5 separate regions of the Mus musculus genome follow, and regions 1, 2, 4 and 5 are each linked to region 3. A link is a contact called in public HiChIP or PLAC-seq data. All regions are on one chromosome and are shown on one strand. Each heading gives the region's core, a stretch centred on a gene start, on an enhancer-like site or on the middle of the called end of the contact. The rest is flanking DNA. Distances are from core to core; before and after follow the strand shown. Region 1 has its middle 51 kb from the start of 1700063D05Rik. Region 2 overlaps Mir100hg (Mir100 Mirlet7a-2 Mir125b-1 cluster host gene). Region 3 has its middle 31 kb from the start of Gm36227. Region 4 has its middle 16 kb from the start of 1700063D05Rik. Region 5 has its middle 37 kb from the start of Gm25401.

Region 1 (3,764 bases), core at 133-2,632, 690 kb after region 3:
AATTCCCCAATCAGTATAATTCCCCACTGCATTCTAAATACCTGTCCTTATAGGTCACAGATGAGAGCACATTTTACCCCTTCACTCCCCCATCAAAGAAGCTCCTTTCTGTAGCAGATGGAGACTATTGCACATCCCACAATTCCTCAATATGCCAATTTCCCCCTGCAGCTGTTAACATCTACAGTACAGTTTCTATACCTAAGGCTCATGGAGCATCATGGAAGAGGGAGCAAAAGGTTGTAAAAGCCAGGGGATCAGGATATCTGCTACCAAAGAGTGTCTTCTATACATGACAGGGAAGTTGAAATATTAATGATAGTTGATTTAAGCAAGACCTGAATGATGACAATACCGGTTGACATGCCAGTGTGAACCAGGGAAATCTCACAAGGCTCCACCCCTAGATAAAGAGCTATAAGTGATTGATGGCTGGTGAGAGGAAAAGAATCAGTGTTTTCCAACAATGAACCCCCTGACAGGTTATCAAATCTCAAGTGATGAGCACTAAACACATATGCATATCAGAAACACTAAATGTATGCAGCTGGCTGTGTTTACATATACACATACATATATTGGAGTTGGAGGAGGGAGAGTATAAGGTAGAAATGACACAAATAAACTCACGTATGAAGTTCTCAAAAATAGTAATAATAATAGCTTTAGAAGATCACATGGAAATGCTATTCTACCACTTATCATTAGATCATATTATGACGCCCAGGCAACCACGTAAGTGAATGAGAGATAGCTTATTCCAGAGGAGGAAAGAGTGAGCATGGCTCAGGAATAGAGATTCAGGTTGCTTCAAAACACCACATTCCAGTGTTAGGACCATTTTGACAAGTTTATATAGTAATAAAATAAAGAAAATCATGAGTCAGGACACTTTTAAGATACATTATAGGAAACATCATGTAGGTAGATTACAGCCAAGTATGGAAATCTCCATAATAGGCTACAGATGGCAACTGATAACAACACTCTTAGCATCTCCAACCTTATCAACTGTTACGAAGATTATGTAAGAGCATATAAATACGAGGGATTTCGCATTTTATCTAACATGGCGTGGGGGTTATTACACTGTGGTTGAACACCAACATCTAACTCTGAATATCTCTTTTTTAGCTCATGACCTCTTGGCACTTCCACCTATCTTCTTTAGGTAAGATTTAGGCTATAGCATTATCCAATTGATAGCTATCTCCAGTTGTGTAATAGCACACCAAAGGAGATAGTTAAGAATTGGACTCCAAAAAAAGACCTCTGAGTTATCTTCCTGGAATGGCAAGAACCAGTTCACTGTGAGTCATTCAGACAATCTTTCCCTATCCCCAAATGAGTTACTGTCATAGCTGCAAGCACCTCCACCCGTTGTCTCCACCCATAATTGTGAATCAGGGTTTCCATCCAGATAACCAGCTTATGAGAATGCAGAACCCAGGAGCCTGGCCTCATTAGCACCACATGAGAGACAGTTGGTTTCCTGATCCTAGATCTCTATCTATGTCCATTCATATTCACCAAGTTTACCTTTTGATTATAAATGAATGAAAGCTCTATACACCTCAATAAAAAAGTTAAACTTTGTTTTTGTTATGTTCCAGAATAGAATCTGGGAAAGAGTTAGAGAATAAGCATGCCATGTGTGTGTGTGTGTGTGTGTGAGAGAGAGAGAGAGAGAGAGGGGGGGGGGAGAGAGAGATTCGCTTTTAAAATACCTGGAGTTTCAACACGGGAGTGTTTATATAGTAACTTGCATTGGTTTCAGGCATGCTGGCAGCAGATCAAATCCCCAGCCAAGTGTTACAGCCGTAATTTTATTTTGATTTTAATTAGTATCAATTAAGACTAAAAAAATAGACAGTGTGGACGAACAATGTGTGGTTGGCTCTAACAAGTAAATTAGATACTTTGCAGGAAAGAGAAAGAGAAAACCAAGGGGACGCTGCTTTCTTTTCTAATCCCTTGATCCTCCCCATAGCTGCTGCTCTGGGCAACTCGAGATTCTGGGATAGTGCCTGTGTTAATTCTCAGGGATTCACATCTGTGGTGGGAAATTAAAGGTAGGAAATATGTACACCTCAGACTGCCTTCCAACATACTAATGGGCTTACATTGTCTTGCACTGAGTCCCTGAATCATGTATGAATTCCTCTTTTTCACTTCACGTCTGCAACACTCACAGTATAGGACTCACTGAGATGTTCTGTCTGCTTTTTTTTTCTTCATTCTGTCACCTAACCCCAGGTAACCTTGTGGATAAGAAACTCTGTAATGAAAGGCATCTGGCAGTGTCCTGATAAATGTTAACAGATTTTTTAAATATTTTTATTTAGATGAGTAGGTGGAGATAGATAGATAGATAAATAGATAGATAGATAGATAGATAGATAGATAGATAGATAGATAGATAGATAGATAGATAGATGATGGATAGATAGATGATAGATAGATAGATAGATAGATAGATAGATAGATAGATAGATAGATAGATAGATAGATAGATAGATAGATAAGAGAATGATAAGGTAGATGATATAAAATAAGTATCTAGCAAAATGTTACTGACATATTTGGGCTATAGTATAGTGAACTATTTACAAATAATGATATAATACTACCAATACTATGTAAGTCTATTGTTTCATACAATATAAATATAACACTCTTTATCATAAGGTTTGTGTAGAAGCCGGTTCTTAGCATGAGTTCATTCATAGATTTCTGCCAAACTCTCGTCCTCATGTCTACAGTGAGAGCACACCAGCTCCAAGCACCCATCCCTGCACAGCCCTTCTGGTGTATAAACCTGCATCCACCCTGAGCCATATGTGTGGTTATCCCTGTAGGCTGTTAAGCCTGTGCACACAGTATGACAATGATATGGAAAATAACTTACCTACAGCTTACTGCAGACAGTACTCGAGCTGCAGGTCTGAGCTGCTTGGCCACAGCATAACCCCCTGCATGCAAGCCTCCCCGTGAGCCTGGCGTGCTACCTTGTGGCCCAGAATAGCTAGTTTCTAACCACCAATGAGATTGCTTCTGAAGACGGATTTGGGGAGACTTGAGCAATATCTACATTACAGTGTAGAAGCAACTTCAAGCATATGGGGAATATTGAAATGTAGTAAAATAAACAGAAGAGGACACTGGATGGACAATTATTACTTGTGTGTCTGGGTGTGTGCATGTGTGTGCACGTGCATATGCACGTGTGTACACATGCACTTGCATGTATGACACCTATGGAAGTCGGAAGGCAACCTGTGGGACTCAGTTCTCTCTTTCCATCATGTGAGTTCTAGGGGTCAAACTCAGTTCACCAGACTCGGTAGCACGTTCCTTCTGAGCCAACGTACCAGTCCTATCATTTTTGTTTTAATATAATTTGTAACACTGTGAGTATACACAATCTAAGTTGTAAGAATGGCCACATTTAGTAACTGATGGGCAAACTTCCTAAACCTTAACAGACATGGTGGCTCTTGGGGGCCTTTGTGAGTCAACCTCGGCACATCGCTAAATCCATCTAAGCAATCTGATTCTTTTTTCTTTTTCTTCTTTTATTAACTAATTATTTTATTTATATACATCCCAAATGCTGATCCCTCATGGTACCCCCTCAAAGAAGTCTTTCCCCAATTCCCTCCCCTTTGCCTCTGAGAGAGTCTCCTCCCCCATTATCTCTCCATGCTGGGTCATCAAGCCTCTATAATAGTAAGAATGATCATAGTGAGACCTGAACCTGAAGT
Region 2 (3,609 bases), core at 310-2,809, 560 kb after region 3:
TGAAAAGGTATTGTCATCACCACAGGCCCGAGTGCACGGGTCCCATGATGAAGGAACTCCGAGCCAGGTGTAACAATAGCAGAGGGATCAGCACAAATGCCCAAACAGCCTACTGAGCATCCCTGGGGGAAATAAATAAATAGCATACAAAAGTTATCCTTTTAATTCAAAGAGTTATCTGGGATCCTCAATGGTAGTCAAAGTTCATGAAACTACTGTGGTGATTATGAAGATGGAAAAATTATTATTTGACTTACACTCGTAATAGCCTCTGGTTGCAGAAAGGATTCCTGTCTCCTGGAAGAGACATGGTGAATAAGGTCAACTGAAGTTGTTTGGTTTTGGAAACATTATCTTGTTGGAGAAAACACTTACTCTTTGCACTTAGGAGCTCCTGGTGGTCTCAGTTGGTCAGCAATAGTGAAACTCTCCTGAAACATCACAGCCTCGGGAAGATGAGGTCAGTCCATTGCAGGATTCACTAAGAGTGAACAGAGAAAGCTGAGTTACCTGGAGTAGGGGTACAATGACTGCACCACGGTCCCAACATTCACCCATGTCATCTCACACGTGGGTGCCCTTAACAAGCTGGGTTTTGTCCCCAGTATTTAACAAACTCCCTTGAATATCTTCTTTACTTGAATATACTTCTTTGAGTGCTGTACTGGGTTTAGGGAGCCAGCAACCTCTGCCTGAACTCTTCATCCTAGAGTATGGGAAGCCATTAACAAAAAGTTTTCAAGACCACAACATATGAGACATTTTGGGCTGGTGTGACTGCATTAATGGAAACACACATTTCTCCCTGAACATTACTGTCAGATGAGACAGTGAAACCCACAGGAATGAGAAGGAAAGCAAGTGTCCCACCCGAGACTATACACACTTCACTTGCTATTCCCCGATGCCTCATCTCCGAACTTGGGTGTAGCCCAAAGCTGAGGCTGAGATCACACAAGCTCCCACTTCTGTTCGTGCTGTGAGCCTCCCAAAGGAGCATTCCCTATCCCCTGGCTTCAGAGGACACAAACCTTCCTTTGATCAGGAAGGCAAGCAGCCAGGCCATGCAAACAGCAAAGGCGATCAACACCAGCATCTGGACTGCAAGGTTGACTGTATTGTCTTCACGAATTAAAAATGACACATCGCAAAGATTACACGGCTCTGGTAGACCTCATGGCCTGCCTGACATGCTGGTTCAGTCTAAATCACGGACTCATTCAGACACCCAAACAAATTAACACATGTTTCTTGATGATACAAAATTGCATCTGTGTGTGTGTGTGTGTGTGTGTGTTCAAACCACTATACAAACACATCATCAATTAAATATTTATCAGACTTCCACTGACCTATGAAAGTCATCATCCACTAGCCCTCAGAGCACCATGGCTGGCTGGTTTTAAAAGCTAGCTTGCAGCTTTGGTCAGTGGAACACATTAGACCTTTCTCTGTGAAAAGCTCTTTCTATCTTTTGAACCGGATCCACACCCTGGGCTGAATGAAGCTTTTAGAACCAGTGAGAACCAGATGGCCCTCCGAGATCATTTTTGAATGTTTGGATCTGAGTCATTTGTATGCAGAAGGTTTCACAAAATAGCAATCTGGGTGGCAGGCTCCAGGCTGGGTCCAGCTTTCCAGACAGCCCATCTTTGCCTACAATTGAGAAGACAATATTGTAAGGTTCCATAAAAATATTGCAACATTTATCTATATGTGTAGCATCAAATAAATGAAGTGTACTTGTCAGGCTGCTATTTCTATGGGAGGTCTCACAGCTCCGCCTTCTCTCCCCTCCTCCCCCACCCCATTCCTTTTGCTTGTTTCCATTCCACCTATAGGGTTTTGTTTTGTTTTGTTTAAATCACAGGCATAGAGCCAGCATTGTGAACCAGCCAGCAGAGGGTACTACGTTACTGGTGCAATAATCCAAGCCACAACAAACACGGAGCTGAGAACATTTAGATGAATTAAAATGGGCTCCACTCAAATTGTGCTCTGGGAGTTCCTCGTTTACAAAGGAAAGGCTGTGGGATGGAAGATATGAGAAGGAGCAGATCCACAAGGTCTGCTCATCCATAAGGAAAGGCGAGGGTCTTAGTCTGAGAGCAGACCAAGGGGTGGAGCACACTCAAGTTCAAAAAGGGGGACGTGATCCAAACTAAGAGGTACGCTTACAGTCATTTACTGTAGAGGAAAACAACTAACTTATATTAACACAGATATAAGCAGAGGGATATTATCGCAATCTTATTTCCAGTCACTCCAAGCTGGAAGGAATCAGAATGCCCCGTAATCCACGAATGGAAGACCAAGAACAGTGTTGTTACATGCGGAACACTATGGAGCTACAAAAGCGAGGAAGTTCTAGCTGGATGAGGATGTGGTAACTTATGACTGTAATCCCAACACTCAAGATGCTGAGACAGGGGATTAATGCTAGTTCAACACTGATGTGGATGGCATAGTAAGGATCTGATCGAATAATAATGAAAAGAGTTACTGACAGAGCAATACGGATGAGCCTAAAGGACATTGTATTGAGTGGAGGACGCCATCCACCCACCCCACCCCCACTCCCTGCCAAGTGTCACCTTCTAATTCCGTTAATACACTACTCTCAGCAAACTTGGGGCTCTAAAGACAGGACATGGCAGAGGTATGTGAGTACAAAGCAGTGGTATGGGAAAACATTTAGGATGGCAAATGTTCTGCTATGAGTGATGATTCCAAACAGGAATTAAAATCATAGACCCACACACCCAAGAAAATTAATTTCTTTATATGCTAGTTTTAGAAGTAAAAGATTTTAAAGAAAAAATATGTGTTTAAGATGACTGCTATAAATATACATATGTATACACATACATATACATGCACATGCACACACACACACACACACACACACACACACACACACACACACACACACACACACCCTGACACAACTGTGAGCAGTATAGGATAAGCGGATACATGAGAAGTCTGGAGAGTGGGGGAAGGAAGCTGTTAACTCAATGGTAGACTGCTTCTCTGCCTGGCACATGCAAGAATCTGTTTTCAATTTTGCTTTGAAAGTGGGGAGAGGATGCTGTGGGTAAAGTGCATTTGTGGTCATCTCCAAAAATATGCAGAAAGACCAAACATAGAAGGTCGGGGTGAAACTGAACCCAATAGACCAGGTTAGCAAGAACCAGGTAAGATGAGACTCCACATGGCAGATTGGTATATATGCATAGTAGGGCTTCACTGCCTCCAGCAGCTCAGGCTGAAGGGACCAGATGAGCCATCTGGCTCCACATGGTGGTGACACAGCCATGGCTAACAATCATTACTGGTACCATATCAGGGTCTGCCCAGCTTAGAACCGACATCCATGAGAGTATGAAATATTCTCTAGGGATTTCTCTCCCCAGCTTACTGGGGGAAAAAAAAAGGCTCACTAGCTCTGGGCAGGAACTCAGGTGAGAGGCCAAGTAGCCAGAGAAAAACTGACCAATCCTTGTGAGAAGTTTATCATCCCCAGACCCTTGTTATGTCTCGAAGCTCATCTGTTATCTAGCTTGGGATAGCATTTCCTCTTATCCAGGGCAGTTATCAGCCTGTGGG
Region 3 (3,928 bases), core at 130-2,629:
GATGTGCCCACCAGCCCAGCCCGGTCAAGGGACACAGGAGCCCCTGGCAAGCCTGCATCTTTTGACCAGTGTTTTGCTCTTTCTATTAACCCCTTGTCACCTGTGGAAAGCAGGTACGTAGGAGCACATACAGTTACCCAGTAACACCTAAGAACCTCCATCTGGTAAGGAAAAGACAACTGAGACTGGAGCCTGGGTCTTGGATCACGGCTGACCTGGAGTGACAGGAGGCAAATGATGGTCCCTTGACACCATGTTCCCAGAAAGGCTGAGAATGGCTTATCTGTAAGGGCTGGAGGCTAGGGCAGAAGCAGGCTGGGGGAAGGAATTCCTCACTGAGACCAAAGGTGGATTCTACATCCCTCCCTAGTCTGTACTCTTCTCCCTGCCTCTGAGGTCCTAGCTGTCATTGTGTGTAACGCTGACACGCACACGTTTTCCTCTGACGTATTTGTACACATATATACTTCTTGCAAACACTTGTGCGGAGTGTTAGGCACTTGGCAGGCAAGCAATGAATAACTTGGGGAAGACTGAACAAAACGCTAAGGTTGTATGTCATGGCTGTCAGTGAGGTCCCTGTTCAGAGCTGGGATCCACCACTGGCTTTTTGAGGGTGGACGAGTTACACAGAAAGGGATGGACAAGCTCTGCCTGACGACAGTAGTATCTCTGAACTCTGGAGCATTCTCAGACCTACTGCACAACCATAGCAGGAAAGAGAGCTGGTTGGTGGGAGTGCAGGGCGGGAGCTGGGAAGTGGTTTCTTTGTTCTGGGAGATTTCAGCCGGCACGAACCGCAAATTTTACTGTCTGCACACCAAGAGCCCCTCCCCTCCCCCTTACCGCCTTCCTTTCCAACCTGAGAATTCATTCGCTGCCACCCTCGGTCTCTTCCTCTGCCCCAGAGCAGTCACCAGGGAAAGATCTCTTTGTTGAGAACACCCCGAGACAACTCAGAGTTGCAGAGTTCCCAGGGCACTGCCAGGGTTGCCCTCCGAGGAGAGTGGTCTCCCGGGCACAGACCCCCACCTGTTGATCTCTCCTTTCCCCGGGGGTGAGCGGCAACTTGCATTGTGCCGGGATCTCACGCGTTTCCCCGGCAGGCTCGGCAGATGGCGCTCATGAGCAAAGCCACCACGGTCCCTTCCCTGCCCCTCCCCACCGTCGGGGCCTCGCTGGGCTAAAGCAAAAACAGATGTTTTCATCATTTTTGGATCTGGCACGTGACTTGCAGTTCAGCAATGTGCCGACAGAACCCAGAGTTGTGTGTTTCCTTCATCTCCCGCAAAATAAAACAATCTTCCTTAAATGAGCGTTCCTCTAAGTGAGCCTGCGACACACGATCTCTTTAGCACAAGGGGTTGTTTGCTTAATGGAACTCCAACTGCGAGTGCCCTGCTAGCCAGTCTTGGGTCTATAATTGGGAAGAGGTCCTTTTTCAGAGAAGACAGTGAGCGGCCAGACTGGCTATCTTTACCTTAAGGGCTGGGGACAGGCGCTAGCGTTTTAAAAATAGCCCTGGTCTGGCTGGCGAGGAACCTGCCTTGCGTGGGTGCATAGGGGTCGCGAACAAAACAGGAAGGCCGAGGCGGCGCGCCCTGTTCCCCGCGCCCACGGCAGGTGGCAGCATTGGCCCGAGCTGGCCTCTGCCACTGGCCAAGCCCAAAGAGGGCCCTTTTACTTTCGGTGGCCTCAAAATTATTAGTTCCAGATGAATTCTTGCGATTGTAATATTTGGTTTAACCCAATCGGCCCGATTGCGTCAGCGTACGCTCACACTCAGCCGTCTGAAGTCTAACCAGACATCAGAGGCTTGTTTCAGGAGTGTCAACATTCCTCATCCTTTGAAAGAATTAAAACAAAAAAACGCAAACGCTGATTTATCCCCAAAGGAAAGGGGGGCTGAACAGACGTGCAGCTAGGGTGACCAGAGGGAGTGAACGTGGAGATTCAGGCGGGAGTCAACAGTTGAACCTTGACGAAGCCTGCTTGGGGAGAATTGGAGTTCTTTGTCGATCTAGGACGGACCTCTGGGTTTTATGAAGGTTGGGGCGAATAAGCTGAACTGGTTTGTGAGACAAGAGGCCTGGAGTCATGTAGACTGCTATTGCCAGGCACAGAACACGCTGAGCCTCTGTTTAACCCTTGGCCTGGCTGCTCCTTCCAGGGCCAGACACAGCCTCCTAACAGCTGTGGGGGATTTCTGAATCTCCCTTAAGGATGCAAGCTGTGTTTCCTGAGGATAGCAGCCCACACCCCAGAGGACCTCTTGAAAAGATGAGGCCTCCAGCAGACCTTGCTGAGTGGACCCGCTGGAATGATCATATGTCTTGTAAACAGCCCTTTGCGTGTCACACACCAGGCAGGGATGCTTGGGGACCCATTCTAGTAGTCTCGGGTTTTACAGGTGTTATCCTATGAGATTAAAAGACTGCACGCTGAGTGCAGGGGCACTGATAGTTAAATCTGGCCACAAGACACACAGTTCCACCCACGAGAGCAGAAAGGGTGCCCTGCCTCCCTTGGCTGAGCTGGAATGACTTGTCCTCGGAAAAGAAGGTCTGGTCTTTACTGTGCGGTCCCCATCCATGCATTTTTTTTTCCAATCTGTCTTCAAACTCTTCAAGTAATGTGGTCAAGGAAGCTAGGGAGATTTCTGCTAGCTAATTTCAGGGAGCTTGCCGGCTTTCAAGCAGGTCTCTGGCTCAACTCGGTGCTGATCAAAAGCCAGCACCCATCTGGCAGATGCCTCAGGTCCTGCCCTTGGAGAGCTAGCTGGTGGTGGCTGACTGGGGTCGGAGTCTGCCAGGCAGGCTGGCTGTGCGGCCATCTTGTCCTTCCCTTTTCTCTGCCCAGTGGTGGTTGAGCTCAGTGAATCAAGCATGGAAATAAAAATGGTGGGTGAACACCTCCAGACTGTTTTGAGGTCTTGGTGTCCTGGATATTCCTTTCTCTCTGAAAAATACATGCCTCTGCATGGTAAGACTGTATGGTGCTCCACCTGGGCTGAGCCGGGGGCAGGGGAGTGAACTAAGCTGGAGAAGCAGGCGTATTGACAACAGGACTCCTTGGGATGGTGGAAGAATTCCAGTGTTCTTGGGACTCACTGACTTGATTTTCTTCTGAGAATCAGCTTTTGAACATCTGACTGTGCAGAGGTTTTCAGTTCTGACTGCTTACGATCAGTTTGAACCATTGAGCCCTCCATTTCTGAGCATCAGAAGTTCAGTTGGAGGTCAGCTTGGGCTCCAATGGACCCTATCAATGTGGGAAGGAAGGATTCTCACACAAAGCTGCTTGCATCACAGTGAAAAGGGAATGGGTTAAAAACCCACAGCTGTATCGCTACTAGGTGGTTGGAATATACAGCCAGATTATCTGTCTGTCTGTCTGTCTGTCTATCTATCTATCTATCTATCTATCTATCTATCTATCTATCTACCTACCTACCTACCTACCTACCTCTCTCTATGTCTGTCTGTCTGTCTATCTATCTCTGTCTATCTATCTATCTATCTATCTATCTATCTATCTATCTATCTATCTATCTATCTATCTATCTACCTCTCTATCTGTCTGTCTGTCTGTCTGTCTATCTACCTACCTACCTCTCTCTATGTCTCTCTCTCTCTCTCTCTCTCTCTCTCTATTTATCTGAGGAAACCTTTGACCAACATACTGTCTTAACAAAATGGTTCAACCAACAGGATGTATGAGTTTGATTGGATCTTCAATCTAAAGAGGGAAAGTTATGACAGACATCCTCTGACCTAACTGGGAACTTGGTGGATCCCGGGAGATTAGTGATAATTAGGTTTGAATAGATCACTGTGGTTTTATAGGAAGAAGTCTATATGGCGAGTCCTGAAGTATTTAGGGCCGAGTGTCAGGACATTTGCTTGCAACTCAGTTTCAAAAGATTCAT
Region 4 (3,919 bases), core at 72-2,571, 760 kb after region 3:
ATCACATTGTGCCTAATGGCTACTGCTCTGTAAAACTGTAGAAAGACTCACCAAACAGGCTTGGAGGGTGGGGGAGAAGGGTCACCATCTCTTCTTTGGGTGTAGGGCGGCCCCAAAGTGCTGGAACAATCAACTCCTCTTGCTTTCTGCATCGATTCCCAGCTCTGTGTGGTTCACTCAGGGGGTCCCCAGCTAAGCTAAGGCTCGCTAGAGTCTTAAATGAAAATGTGACTTTGATTTAAAGTAATGCTGCACTAATTGGATTTTACAATGTATTTCCCCTTTTTCTTGTTTAGCCTTTGCAATAAAATAATTTTAAAAAGAGAAAGATGTGTGTCATATATGTTTCCAAGATATCCCAAAGTTGAATGGAGCAGGGGTCTTCCAGGTGGCTGTCCAGGAAAATAGCCAGTTCCCCGGCTCCACCAGAGGACCATAAGCTAATGTTTTTGTAACATAAAATAGAAGTGAATTACTTGAAAAAATTTTTTTACATGTTTTTAAACCTAACAATACATTCTGGATAGTACTGCCGCGAACATATGAGTCACAGTTGCTGGGGGTGGAGGGGGTGTTAATGGCTCTGTGAAACTGAAAAACAAGATGCAAATGCTGTCTGCTCCTTCCTCAGAGTCTCTTTGTGTACGTCCTGCACTCGGAGACATTCCTCCTCCTGGGAGCCAGTTTATGGGACTGTATTTGAGATCTGTGGATGTGGCATCATTGACAGTGCTTGCCTAGCCCTCGTGACGTCCTGGGCTCAATCTTCAGTCCCTCATAAGCCAGGTGTGATGCCACACACCTGTGACCCCAGCACTGCTGGGAGGTGAAGGAAGGACGATCAGAATTCAGGTCATCCTTGACAGCACAGATAGCTGGAGGCCAGACTTCGTGAGAGTCCCTCTCAAAAACTAAACAATGTTAAAAAAATTCTCTCCAGGGTTTCTGACACCCTGAGGTCTACAGTGACAGTATTTTTTTTAAATCTGTCCCTCAAATGCAAATCAGCTCTTAGATCCACGAGCTTTTTCTGCCGGTTTATACTTTTACTCCTTCCAAAAGAAAAAAAATATATGTTTTTACTGTGATTGGAGTAGGCATAGCGGCTGGTGCTGGAAGGGAGGGATGCTGAGCTGTGAGCTTTGTGAGCTGGCAGCCGCAAGGTTTTCCTCTCCGTGCAGCATCGTGCTGAGATATATGTGTTGCACAGACACATTCCTTTGGCAAACAGACTGTTCTTTTTTGTATAGGCCTCCAACACTCTGTGCACAGGGAGAGGAATCTAAGGCTGAGCTTCCAGAGAGGCAGTGCCTGTATCTGGCCACAAGGAGGCGCTCAGAGCACGGTGCGAGCCAATGTAAGACAAAACACTCTTGCTCTTTGGTAGGAAAGAAGGTTGCTGGAGATTGTTCCCCGCAGATGTTAAGACAGGAGGCTATTTACTGTAAAGTGGTCTATCAGGCCTGCTCAGACATCACATCTTACAGCAGCTACTGTAAAAAGAAGATGGATTCTAGAGTGGAGGTATAATGGCTGGCCGAGCTGCCTTCCAAGAAAATTAGCCACCCTGCTGCGACTTTGCTACCAGATGAAAAGAGCCTGGAAACACACACACACACACACACACACACACACACACTTCCTTAAACAAGCTGAGCAGGGTGACTCACATGTGTAATCCTAGTATCTGAGAGGTTGAAGGCAGACTACAACAAGGTCAAGGGCTAGCCCAGGCTACATATATAGTGAGTTCCAAGAAAGCTTGGGTCTGGCATAGGGTAAGACCCAATATCAAGAAAACATACATACAAGTATACATACATATATGCACAAATACATACATCCTTATACATACATATACACATGCATACATACATGAACACTGATACTTAAACATGCATGCATGCATGAATTCACAGATGCATGCATATATATATATACACGTACACACATACACATACACAAACATGCATATTACTAACTAGCCATTATTAAAAACTGGCAGAGAGAAGCTTGTATCCCTTGCTGCATAAACATCCCTCTGTTTGGTTTTGGTTTATTTTTGTGCTCTGAGTTCAAGTTCTCCAAGGAGGGAGACACAGCATTCCAAAGGTGGGTCCTGTCTCACTGCAAGTTAATATTGAGCAACCAGGAATTCTCCTTAAGTTGCACACGCCCCTTCCTAACGAAGCAGGCTCCAGAGCTCAGGGATTGATCCGACTCTGCTCAATGTGTGTGTCTGACTTCCTTTGTGGTGACACGTTAACTCTTTTGAGAAAGAAATCTGACCATATTCTTTGTCTCCTGTTGCAATATCCAGAACATGAGATACAACTATGTCCTGTTAACTCATACAGACGGAGGCTGTGTCTCATTTCCTTTAATCTATACTGCTCTTGTGACCTGCTGTGCCAGTAGAAAGTTCCCAAATGGCACTACTGCACTTGGCCCCAGACCTCCCGATGGCTGGTAGTCTCCACTTTCATCTTCTTGGATGACTGCCACCACGGTGCAGAAGTCTAAACAAAGAGGCTTTATACAGACAGAGCATCCTGGAGGATAAAGGGAAGGTAGGAGGCCCAGGGTGCCCCTGCATTTTATAGCTGGACCAGCTGAGGTACCAGCCATGAGAGTGGGACCTGCTTGGATCCTGGACTCTTTGGTGAGCTACCCCAGCAGACAGCATGGAACAGATGATCCATCGCTGACAAAGCACAGTACAAACTACAGAATCATAAACAAGTAACTAGCTGATTCCACCCATTTGGTTTGGTTTGGTTTGGTTTGGTTTGGTTTGGTTTGGTTTGGTTTGGTTTGGTTTGGTTTGGTCTGAGATATAATCTCCTCACTCAACTGGCCTCAAACCTGCTCTATAGCCAAGTATGGCCTTGAACTCTTAATCCTTCTGTCCACCCTGCAAGTTGTGGGGTTACAGGATTATGCCATCATGTGTGGCTTTATGTGGTGTCAGAGTTCGAACCCGGGGTTTCGTGCATACTAAGCCAGCATCCTGTCAAACAACCTACAACCTCAGTCTACCTGCTGAATTTTGAAGTGGCATTAAAAAACAAAACAAAACAAAACAAAACAAAACACACAACTAGACGTGGCCTTCCCTAACTGCCCCAGCATAATGACCTGGTTCACAATGGGAACCGCACAGAGGGAGACGGAGCTCAGAGGGTACGTCTGAGAAGTGCCCCCTCAGTATCCTCAGACTCCAGTGCCTTACTTTATGATATGCTAACAGTCTGTGCATTGCTCTTTCACGTCTCTACATTGTCTTATACTATGATCTGTATGCCTGTGTCTCCCCTCAGTCATTAGACTCTGGACAGGAAGCCTGTTACATACACAATTATATACGGAATGCCTGAAATGTCTATTGAAGGAACCATTTAATAAACAAATGGAGAGTGAGATATAGGTCAGAGAACTGAAGCATGTGCACACACACACACACACACACACACACACACACACACGGGACAGTCACACAGACTTCTTATGAACCAACAATACAACCAGAAACAAAAAAGAATCTAGCAGACCCCTTCACCCAGGGAGACCTGCCTCTCTGTCTCCCTTCTCCGCTTCCCTCTAAGGATGCAGCTAAAGAATGGGGAAAGTCGGAGGAGGACATGTGAGGCCCTGAGTTTAATCCCAGCACTGCATACATCAGGAACGGTGGTAGGTGTGTATCATCCCAGACCTGAGGGAGTGGAGACAAAGGAATTACCACGGATTCAAAACCAGCCTGGGCTACATAGTGAGCTTCAAGCCGTCCTGGGTGATATAATGAAACCCTGTGAAAACAAACAAATAAACAAAGAGAATCAATGGGTGAATGAATGAATGAATGAATGAATGAATGAATGAATGAATGAATGAGAAGAATCTCTGAAAATCTCTAAAGAGA
Region 5 (3,944 bases), core at 272-2,771, 650 kb after region 3:
ATAAGAACCAGGGAGCAGAAGCACAGATAACATTAGAATGTCCAGGAGATCAGCTGGCTTTGGACCTGAGTGCATTTGGTGTGAGGGAGCCCCATGCACTGCTATGTCTTCAGACTAGGGCAGGACAGCGGTGTATGTAGCATCTCATGAGGCGTGCCGGGCATATGCTTCCGCACCATCCATCATGCCTTCCTTTGCATCAGCACTAAGGAAATATTAACCCCTGCCTGGGGTTGAGATGGAAGAAACAAGAGTCTGAAGGATTCTTTCTGCTCCATGTTTAATGCAAGCAAGGCAAATGACTGTAGAAAATACAGGAGGTTGCATGGGTCATGGAGAGGTAGAGATAGGGAATCCCCAGAGCGAGCTAGTGATTAGCCAAACCAGCAAGCTCTGGTTCAAATGAGAGAACCTGCGAACAATTAAGGAGACCACTTTAATTTCCACATGCATGCATGCATGCACACATGTGCTCACACACAAGTACCCACACACATGTAAACACACATGTGCACACACACAAGAATACAACTAGGGTAATGGGTTATATGGAGCTCATTTTTTTTCCTTACTCGTGTGAATGTTTGACATTTCCTAGAGTAAGACACTAAAAACACAAAAGGCAGCATCACTGCTCCTTTAAGCTTCCGGGAACAGAGAACTTTTCCTCTGCCTATTTCCACCACTCCCTGTTGTTCAGCCGGAAACACACATGTGGATAGAAACACAGTGACCAGACTCCACAGTCAAATGGAATCTACTAGAGGTAGATCTTTCCCAGGATGGAGCAGCAGGGTGCCAGGCACCTGAAGGAATACAGTAACACTCAGAGGGGGACATGGGAGAGGACGGTGGGAGCCTTTGGAAGAGAGTGTACTGACTCTATGATTTTGTCATGTCTGCCTCACAGGTGTTCTTGAGGGTAGCTGTGGGTCGCTGAGTTTCCCCCCTTCTCCCATGAGCTCTCACTGCTGCCCCATCCCAGATACAATTACCATGGGCTTCAGAAACAAAGTCTCTCACTGGCTTTTGACCCCTGCCCCCTTAATAATATTAGACTATAAAGTTGCTTAGCACAGGAGCAGTTGCCATGACGACGACATCCATATCTCTGTACGAGTGCCAGAACTGAGACCTGGGGGCTTGGGCACATGGCAAAAGGACAGCTTGTGAGGAACAATGGAGGGAGAGACTGCAGATTCTTTTCATGCCTAATTACCCATGAGCACATGGCACAATGGCTTATTTAACTCTGCCTTGGCTCAGAAACGAGGCAGGTTCCCTGTTCCAGTTGGAAGGGATTCCAGCCCTGGCCATGGAAGGGCGGGAGAAAAAGAACCAAGAGTTACGGAATTGAAGAGACCTCTTCCTAATTATTTTGCATTTTGGCCATATTTCCTCAGAAGGCAATTATTCCAAGTCAGGAGGATTGCTCCACCTCAAATATAGCTGCAGGCTGAACTCTGATAACTGGTATTAGGGACCATTGCTGCCCATGCATAGCTGGGCAATAGGATGCAGCTCAGGGTCCGTGCTCAGAACTGACTCAGCCAATCAGAGGGTAGGATGGTTTGTGAACACCCTAGGATGTAGAAAGTGACTTTTCCAGCTCCCTATTCACTCGACAGGGATAGAATTTTGGCCTGATCCCTACACACAAACACACACACACACACACACACACACACACACACACACACACACACACACACACTGGAATTTTGCAAATGGAGGGTGAGGGGTGTTGACAGGAGAGACAGAATGGCAAGAGGAGCAAAGAAGGAAGTCTATTTTCATCAGGGGGCTGGGCCACCTCTCTACACAAAGAACTCACAAAAATACCCCAAGGTGCTTTGTACTCATCAAAGATAGAAGGAGAGAAAACAAGACTACATCCTTAGAGGAATTAGAAATATGCATGATTTTCACAGATTTATGCCTTAGGCTCTTTGTTGGATTCTCTATCTTCATAGTCAAATGAATAGGCAAGAAATGCCGAGGAAATGATCTGTGCTTTTACTGATTACCAAGGCAGCACCCATGTCAACCTAGATAACCTTGCTTTACCCACTGATTGGGTCTCTGCTCCAGTCTGACCGGGATCATTTTCCTCTCTGGGTGATTTACTGATCATCCTCTCAGCCAAATAACCCTGGTCGAAGAGGTCGAAGGCTTTCCTCCTCTCTTTCCTGGCTCAGCAAAGTCCAGTGTGTCTCACTGAGCTCTCTTAGGATATCTGTTCCTTATCATTAAGTGCACTGGGATATAAGATGTCAGAGCTATCTTACCAAGGTGTCCAGAGCACACTCTAAATTATGGAAAGAAAAATGTATTTGTTAAGGAGTCATTGGTATTTTTGAGAAACTCTATAGATCTATCAACCATGAGAAGTACAGCCATAATGTATGTATATGTATATGACATATATTTATGTCTATATGCATATGTGTGTATGAATATGCATATATATAATGCATATGTATGGTGTAATGTATATGATGTGTGTATATATGTTTATGTAAGTGTACATGTACGTGTATGCGTGTACTCATATGCACACACACATAATTTTTGTAGTGACTACCAGATGAACTGGCCTTGGCTGTAAGGCAGGGCTCATGTGGATTTTAATCCCCTGCACCATAGAGAAGGGGATTAAAAAAGATGATCCTTGAGGATCTTGAGGCACCCTTGAGGCTCAGTTCACTCGTCCTTTCTGTAACCATGGGAAGTCTTATGATGTGAAAAACAGACCATGCTCAAAATATTGGGCATATGCCCAGAAGATGTTCCAACATGTAATAAGGACACATGCTCTACTATGTTCACAGCAGCCTTATTTATAACAGCCAGAAACTAGAAAGAACCCAGGTGTCCCTCAACAAAAGAACGGATACAGAAAATGTGGTACATTTACACAATGGAGTACTACTCAGCTATTAAAAACAATGAATTTATGAACTTCTTAGACAAATGGATGGACCTGGAGGATATCATCCTTAGTGAGGCAACCCAATCACAAAAGAACACACATGATATGCACTCGCTGATAAGTGGATATTAGCCCAGAAGCTCAGAATACCCAAGATACAATTTGCAAAACACATGAAACTCAATAAGAAGGAAGACCAAAGTGTGGATACTTCAATCCTTCTTAGAAGGGGGAACAAAATACCCATGGAAGGAGTTACAAAGACAAAGTATGAAGCAGAGACTGAAGGAATGACCATCCAGAGACTGCCCCACCCTGGGATCCATCCCATAAACAACCACCAAAACCAGACACTATTGTGGATGCCAACAAAAGCTTGCTGACAGGAGCCTGATATAGCTGTCTCTTGTGAGGCTCTGCCAGTGCCTGACAAATAAAGAAGTGGATGTTCACAGCCATCCATTGGACAGAGCAGAGGGTCCCCCAAAGAAGGAGCTAGAAAAAGCACCCAAGAGACTGAAGGAGTTTGCATCCCCATAGGAGGAACAACAATATGAACTAACCAGTACCCCCAGAACTCCCTGGGACTAAACCACCAACCAAAGAAAACACATGGTGAGACTCGTGGCTCTAGCTGCATATGTAGCAGAGGTTGGCCTAGTTCGTCATCAATGGGAGAAGAAGCCCTTGGTCCTGTGAAGGTTCCATGCCCCAGTATAGGGGAATGCCAGGGCCAGAAGCAGGAGTGGGTGGGTTGTGAGCAGGGAGAGGAGAGAAGGGAAAAGGAGGAGGAACTAGGAAAGGGGATAACATTTGAAATATAAATAAAGAAAATATAAGAAATAAAAAAAAAAGAAAATAGACCATGCTCAAAATACCAGCGTTATCTCCTGTACAGTGTACAGATCTATTAGAATAACATCTGACTTCTCAATGGAGATTCTAAAAGCCAGAAGTTTCTGAACAGATGTTCTACAGAATCTAAGAGACCACAAATGCCAGTCCAGACTAC

Evidence for each region. HiChIP or PLAC-seq counts read pairs in DNA pulled down with a chosen protein or histone mark.
Region 1: a contact with region 3 is called in an H3K27ac HiChIP or PLAC-seq map of a colorectal cancer cell line, with 15 times the contacts expected there. The contact joins two enhancer-like sites. A contact is called at or near these places in 2 of 15 datasets of contacts at CTCF or cohesin (the NIH/3T3 cell line and large pre-B cells), 2 of 484 Hi-C or Micro-C datasets (the F1.1 cell line and bone marrow-derived macrophages) and 17 of 115 datasets of contacts at active chromatin or transcription factors (bone marrow-derived macrophages, a colorectal cancer cell line, craniofacial prominence and 11 more).
Region 2: an H3K4me3 HiChIP or PLAC-seq map of forebrain shows a contact between it and region 3, with 10 times the contacts expected there. The contact joins two enhancer-like sites. A contact is called at or near these places in 3 of 15 datasets of contacts at CTCF or cohesin (the NIH/3T3 cell line, large pre-B cells and stem cell-derived epiblast-like cells), 14 of 484 Hi-C or Micro-C datasets (the N1E-115 cell line, brain, cerebral cortex and 8 more), 19 of 115 datasets of contacts at active chromatin or transcription factors (SST interneurons, cardiomyocytes, craniofacial prominence and 14 more) and 1 of 9 other capture datasets (embryonic stem cells).
Region 4: a contact with region 3 is called in an H3K4me3 HiChIP or PLAC-seq map of embryonic basal ganglia, with 4 times the contacts expected there. The contact joins two enhancer-like sites. A contact is called at or near these places in 1 of 39 promoter capture datasets (embryonic stem cells), 1 of 15 datasets of contacts at CTCF or cohesin (embryonic stem cells), 5 of 484 Hi-C or Micro-C datasets (bone marrow-derived macrophages, cerebral cortex, embryonic stem cells and 1 more), 20 of 115 datasets of contacts at active chromatin or transcription factors (DN3 thymocytes, Th17 cells, bone marrow-derived macrophages and 16 more) and 1 of 9 other capture datasets (liver).
Region 5: an H3K4me3 HiChIP or PLAC-seq map of embryonic hindbrain shows a contact between it and region 3, with 8 times the contacts expected there. The contact joins two enhancer-like sites. A contact is called at or near these places in 14 of 115 datasets of contacts at active chromatin or transcription factors (the NIH/3T3 cell line, craniofacial prominence, differentiating embryonic stem cells and 10 more) and 1 of 9 other capture datasets (embryonic stem cells).

The regions. Positions count from the first base shown.
Region 1 is chr9:41,255,034-41,258,797 of GRCm38.p6, reverse strand. No RefSeq gene overlaps it. Among named protein-coding and RNA genes, the nearest start is that of 1700063D05Rik, 51 kb to the right of the region's middle. Within about 2 kb of position 1,382, at least 11 of the 459 cell types and tissues checked have an H3K27ac peak or open chromatin away from gene starts, as enhancers often do. A contact at or near this core is called in a colorectal cancer cell line and fibro-adipogenic progenitors, where this site is marked.
Region 2 is chr9:41,390,066-41,393,674 of GRCm38.p6, reverse strand. It overlaps Mir100hg (Mir100 Mirlet7a-2 Mir125b-1 cluster host gene), which reads right to left. Exons shown (of 5, transcript NR_131928.1): 2 at 376-481. Among named protein-coding and RNA genes, the nearest start is that of Mir100hg, 15 kb to the right of the region's middle. Within about 2 kb of position 1,559, at least 30 of the 459 cell types and tissues checked have an H3K27ac peak or open chromatin away from gene starts, as enhancers often do. A contact at or near this core is called in the N1E-115 cell line, cerebral cortex, cortical neurons and 2 more, where this site is marked.
Region 3 is chr9:41,948,517-41,952,444 of GRCm38.p6, reverse strand. No RefSeq gene overlaps it. Among named protein-coding and RNA genes, the nearest start is that of Gm36227, 31 kb to the right of the region's middle. RefSeq lists an enhancer at 1-3,305. Within about 2 kb of position 1,379, at least 231 of the 459 cell types and tissues checked have an H3K27ac peak or open chromatin away from gene starts, as enhancers often do. A contact at or near this core is called in the N1E-115 cell line, cerebral cortex, a colorectal cancer cell line and 4 more, where this site is marked.
Region 4 is chr9:41,188,688-41,192,606 of GRCm38.p6, reverse strand. No RefSeq gene overlaps it. Among named protein-coding and RNA genes, the nearest start is that of 1700063D05Rik, 16 kb to the left of the region's middle. Within about 2 kb of position 1,321, at least 39 of the 459 cell types and tissues checked have an H3K27ac peak or open chromatin away from gene starts, as enhancers often do. A contact at or near this core is called in cerebral cortex, where this site is marked.
Region 5 is chr9:41,300,583-41,304,526 of GRCm38.p6, reverse strand. No RefSeq gene overlaps it. Among named protein-coding and RNA genes, the nearest start is that of Gm25401, 37 kb to the left of the region's middle. Within about 2 kb of position 1,521, at least 26 of the 459 cell types and tissues checked have an H3K27ac peak or open chromatin away from gene starts, as enhancers often do.